2 separate regions of the Mus musculus genome follow, and region 1 is linked to region 2. A link is a contact called in public HiChIP or PLAC-seq data. All regions are on one chromosome and are shown on one strand. The core of a region is the stretch at or near the end of the contact, and the rest is flanking DNA. Distances in the headings are between cores, read along the strand shown. Region 1 has its middle 8.6 kb from the start of n-TDgtc8. Region 2 has its middle 39 kb from the start of Gm17745.

Region 1 (2,829 bases), core at 297-2,796, 69 kb after region 2:
TAGAATCCCTTCAGGTTCAGCTAGCCCTTCCAGACTCCAAAACACCCCGTTAACATCTGGCTACACAGTCTGTTTGCCACCAGGCATACAGTAGGATGCCGGTGGGACCATCAGTCGTAATAACCCAGGGTCTGGAATGCTGTGTGTCCACACAGGGAACAATGCCTCACAGCAGTGAGAATACACAATCTAGAAGTGTAGACAGCAATATGGAAGAATCTCACACACATCACGGACAGCCCAAGGAGCTAAGTATGGAAAGGAGAGGTGTACACTTCTGCTCATAAATAAGAGAAATAGCAACATATCAACAGCAAAATAGGTCAAAGTGATATGCAAATCACAGGTGGTAAGTAGTTAGCCTCAGGGAGCGAGATTGAAAACATCCTGAAAGGAATTTAAGGAAGGGGGCTTTATTAGATGGTGGGGCTCTTTGTTTTTTAACTGAATACTAACAACACGATTATTTCTAACTTTAAATTCAGGGAGCAACACTGAGTAAAGCATCAAATAAAAGAATGGTTAGATCCTTGGGGCTGGAGAGATGGGGGTGGGGTTGCTCTTCCAGAGAACCTGGGCTCAATTCTCAGCACCCACATGGCAGTTCACAGCTGTCTAAAACCCCAATTCCAAGGGACTTGACACCCTTACACAGATATACAAGCAAGCAAAACACCAATGTACATAAAAATAGATATTAGATAGAGAGATAAAAATAAAGAATGACTAGACCCTCACATGAAATCCCATTCATCCATCTATTTACCAACTTATTCAATCATTGAACAACCAGGCTCAGAGAAGGAAAATGGGTGATTTGGGTCTCTACTGTTTGGTTGTAGAGTGCGCTTTAGTGCAACAAGGGAATACTGAAGTAGCCAGCTCAGTGGATCTCCAAAGAGTGGGTCCTGATGTAGTTGGTGAACTCCTGAACTAAACTTTCTTCAGTTCCAAAGGTGACCTTCGAGCCTCTAACTTCCTATGCACACGAATCATCAGGGGATCTGGAGAAAGATGCAGACTCCCGTTCTCTGAGCTCTTCGTTTCTAATGAGGCTTTTGGGTGGCAATGCCGTGTCCTCCCTTTCATCGTGTGTGGGAACAGAGAGAGTCACCTGACCAGTAGAGCTACTCAGGCTCCACCAAGGACTGCCAGACAGCCTATTTTGTTCAGGCAGGTCTGCTTCTCAGGAGTACACAGAGAGACAAGAGGCAAGCTAGTGTGGGAGACACTCAACAGCCCCTGCCCGCTGTGAGCCACGGTGTGGGGGAGCAGCTGGGGAGCCGGGAGGAGGCCATTTAGACTGCTTTACAAAGTTAGCCAAATGTCTCCTGTGCCTTGTACTTTTAAGTACAGAATCCTTTGCAGGAGGTCACACAAGGATTTAAAAAAAAAAAAAAAAAGCACACCATGCAGCAAACGGCTCAGTATTGCTTTAACCATTGTGTAAGTTAAACGCAAAAGTGGCAGTTGAGTTAGTTCCTCCACCTTTCTCAAACGTCCTCGGGAGGAACTCGCTGGGCTCCCACACAAGCCCAGCGGCTCTCAACCACGCATTATGTGTTGCACCCTTTCATACAGTTCCTCACAGTGGGGTGACTCCACCCACCCCACCCCCAGCCATAAAATTACTTTTGCTGCTACTTCATAGCTGTATTTTTGTTACTCTTATGAGTCACAATGTAAAGATCTTCATTCTCCGGATGGCCTTAGGCAACCCCTGTGGAAAGATTGTTTGACCACGATGGGGTCGAGATCCACGCACGGGCTGAGAACCGTGGTTGTATCCCAAACCGAAGGGAATAGAGGCCTGGTGGGGAGGGAGGAGAACCTTGCTAAGAGTGGGAGGAAATGTTGTCAGGCCAAGGACCTTGGGCCATCTATGCTGATGGAAGAACAAGGCAGCGGCCTCAGGCAACTTCAAGGTAGCCAGGTCAGCTGTGGTAAGGGGAGGACACAGAGGGAGGTGGGTAGACAGGAATCTGCTTCTATTTCTCTTTGTGGTTTGGGGGTCTACTGACCTTTTATCCCCCCCTGCCACTGGGAGTTTCTTAAGACTTCCTAGAACTATTTTTGGTGAGTATGGGCACAGGTCAAGTGTGTCTTCCTCTTGCCATGGCACAGGAGAGCAAGCCACCCATGATGAGTTCTGCCTCCTTCTTTCCATATTCTCTGTCTCTCCAGATTGCTAAGTCTGACTCTGTCTTTTGACCTCATTTATAGATTCACCTTCTTCACTCTCTTTCATACTCCTACCGTCCCCTCCCTCCCACCCCCACGCGCCCGCTTGCACAGTGTCTTGCAAAAAAGATCCCAGGCAACGGTAGCTACCTATAGAACATTCACATGGTGCTGGCCTCGCTCACTGGAAACCTAGTGTTGTATTTTATAAAAAAAAATATGAAAGAAAGAAAGAGAGAGAGAGAGAGAGAGAGAAGGGAGGGGGAGGGAGGGAGAGAGAGAGAGAAAGAGCGAGCGAGCGAGCAAGCAAGGATATGTTAGACAGAAACACTAGAAGCAGAGTATGCTGAGGTGGAAGGGGTGCCTCTGCAGGCCCATGCTGAGGCATCCCTTCCTTGTGAGGTACCAGCCACTAAACGGGTATAGGAATAGTTTATTTAGGACATGGAAAGAGGAGTTGAGGAGGGGGTAGAGACAGAGAAAGGTGGAGAGAGAGAAGAGGAGAGAGAGAGGCAGCGAGGAACACTTGGGGAAAGAAGGTGAGAGGGAAATGGGGGGACAGGGAGAAGGGGCAGAGAGTAAGAGCATAAGAGAGAGAGAGAGAAAGGAGGGGGCAAACAGCTCCTTTCGTAGTGAGTCTGCATACCT
Region 2 (2,700 bases), core at 117-2,616:
GGGGAGCTAATTAAATCTGGCAAACTCTGTTTGCTCATGAAAATCTGGGTTTCTTCCTGACACTGCTGGCCCCTGAGAGCAGCTGCCTCTCACAGACCTTCCTGGCCTTTCTCCACAGCTCACTGACTGGCCTTTCTTTTCTTGGTTCAGCTCTCAGTCTAGTCTAGAGTTCCCAATCTCAACACTAGCATCCTCCGGGCTGGCTGAATCTTTGCATAGAGATGCTCGGGTCTCTACCTGCTGGATAGATAGATATCAGGAGCATGTCCCCTCTCCAAATGGCAGCAACTGGAATTGTCTCCATGTGTATCACCAGATGTCTTTGCAGGAGCAAATTTGACCCTGATCAGGAGCCATTAGGATGAGAAAGTGTGGAACCCACAGCACTCAAATTAGAGTTGCATATACAATCTTCCATGGTAACCCTGACAGCATGAATTAAGCCTCCAGCAGAATAGAGCAGGGATCTGACAGCCCCAGAGGTGAGAAATTAGACACTTTGCCTTTTGTATAGCCTGTGCAATTAGCGGGCTGATTCCACTTTAAAAAGGGGGGGGGGACTTGTCACATTTCCAAACTTGTCACCAATTGATGTGACTATTCTTGGGATATGGTAATTAGTTACCAACTATATAAAAGACAAAATGCACAGAGTTTTAGAATTTGGATACTGTGGGGGGTCAGGGGTAGTAGGGGAGGTGCACCGAACCCAGATGCTAGGTTTAGAGTTTATAGTCCCAAGTCTTCATCTGTGGTAGGGAAACATTAAGATCCTAGACATGTGATTCAGTAGTGTCTTGGCCTGGGCCCACAGATCTGCTCACACTGAAGAGCCAATACACCTTTCGGCTCCATCTGTTTCTATAGGAGCCTTGCTAATTGGGATTCCTGGACCTCACACTGGTGCCATTTAGTCATCCAGACCTGTAACCTTTCATTACCATCCATTACCACCCCTGTGCATTCTTTCCAGCACACCTAGAAGCTGGGACTAATCGGAGGCTGTCACAGCTTACAGATGGCTGGTCGTTAGGGACAACACTGGTCTACACAATCTTTGTTTTGGATGCCAAAGAGGATTTCCTCTTTCCAGGGCTGCCCAGGGCTGTCCCCTGGACCAGAAGCATACTTCCTGAGGCCTGGCAGCATCTGCCACTGTGACCTTGGGTTTTGGTTTCCTTTGTGTCTTAAGAGCAGATGTCCGAAAGTCCAACCAGGGGACAGGTGGGCTAGAGAGGTGGCTGTGTCTCAACTTGGGGGGCTGCTGGCTGGTAGGGTGTGAGGTAAGAGGAGCTGAGCTGAACCAGGCCTCGACGGGGCGGGGGCAGGGCTTGCCAGACCACAGTGACCTTTGAGATCTGAGAGTGAAGGGGAGAGGAAGCCCGGTTTTGCTGCTCTGGGCTCAGAACTTCCTAAAGGCGGGGCTCCTCCTGTTCTTTGCTTTCCTCTAGGTTCGTGTCAGCAGGTCAGCAGAAGAGATCATACACTCAGCCGTGGAGGAGGGTCAGAATTCGCAACACCAGAGCGATAATGGCTCTCCCTGGGCATTCTGGACTCAGGAAACAAGGCTTTGTTTATAGCTAGAGACACTGACTTCCTTGTCATTTAATGAAGGTCCCTGACTTGGAAGCAAGCGCTCCAAAGAGCCAAGCTGAGACCTAGGCCCATATGAACTTGTCTAGCTTCTAGCTTCAGTGACCAAAATTCACTTTGGCTCAAACATTGCCCCCCCCCCTTTTTTTTCCCCAACGTGGAACAGGTCTTCCTTTATCATTTCCTGATTCCTTCTCCTCTTCTCTCCTAAGAGTCTGTTCACTGCTGTCTCCCAGAATTGTCTCAGGTCAAGCAGTGGGCAGACCCCCCACGCCTGGGCCCTCTACTCTAGTTGACCCTACGGGGGTGCCAACTCTCTTACTAAGCTAAGCACAGTAACTGTGGCCTTTTGGGTCACCTACATTTCTCTCATGGAGGACCCTTGTGTATTTGGTGGTGTCTAGGGTGGTGGTGGGGGTCAGATGTGAACACAGCCAATCTTGTCTACCTCTCTCACTCTGGAAGAAGGTGTATGAAGCATTCACCTTCAGATGGCGGGGAGGTAATCAGAAATGAATACTTCTTTTGAAGTTGATTCTCTTATGTGGACCCAGCCACTGGGGACTTTTGACTTCTTTCTTCGGGTCTCCCTCCCGGGCAGTCCTCCATCTCGGTGGAAAACAGAGCACAGTAGCTGAGCAAAGGGAGCTGGGATTTAGACTGACCTGCCTGTCACTCCCAACAGCATCACTTGGGTGAACAACTCTGTTTTCTCATCTATAAAGGAGGATACAAAGAAAGGCTTGATGCGTAGAGAGAATGTTCACAGCTTCTCTTGGAAAGGCAGCACTGTCTAATATGACAAATAGGGTTTCATCCTCTCCACAGAGGTGGGCAGGACACGTCCCACAAGACAAAGGAAGGATCTGTTTGCAGCTCCAGGAAGGAAGTAGAGAGCCTGGAGGGACAGGAAACCCAACTCCAGAAAGGACCCCTCCCTCCACCAAAATCGGAGTCAACATTCCCCAACGAATAGAGTAACTTCAAGGGTGTGATGATAAAAACAGAGATCGGACTGAATTCTGTCTCCAGGGAGCGGGGGGGGGGGGACAGAAATACAAAGGCAACTCAGGACAAGAGATGGTAGGGAGCCAAGGGCACCATGGG

What was found. HiChIP or PLAC-seq counts read pairs in DNA pulled down with a chosen protein or histone mark.
Region 1: a BATF HiChIP or PLAC-seq map of CD8 T cells shows a contact between it and region 2, with 5 read pairs. The contact joins two enhancer-like sites. A contact is called at or near these places in 1 of 484 Hi-C or Micro-C datasets (Th1 cells), 4 of 115 datasets of contacts at active chromatin or transcription factors (CD8 T cells, bone marrow-derived macrophages, embryonic stem cells and 1 more) and 1 of 9 other capture datasets (adipose tissue).

The regions. Positions count from the first base shown.
Region 1 is chr10:93,443,060-93,445,888 of GRCm38.p6, forward strand. No RefSeq gene overlaps it. Among named protein-coding and RNA genes, the nearest start is that of n-TDgtc8, 8.6 kb to the right of the region's middle. Within about 2 kb of position 1,547, at least 61 of the 459 cell types and tissues checked have an H3K27ac peak or open chromatin away from gene starts, as enhancers often do. A contact at or near this core is called in CD8 T cells, Th1 cells and bone marrow-derived macrophages, where this site is marked.
Region 2 is chr10:93,374,060-93,376,759 of GRCm38.p6, forward strand. No RefSeq gene overlaps it. Among named protein-coding and RNA genes, the nearest start is that of Gm17745, 39 kb to the left of the region's middle. Within about 2 kb of position 1,367, at least 107 of the 459 cell types and tissues checked have an H3K27ac peak or open chromatin away from gene starts, as enhancers often do. A contact at or near this core is called in CD8 T cells, Th1 cells and bone marrow-derived macrophages, where this site is marked.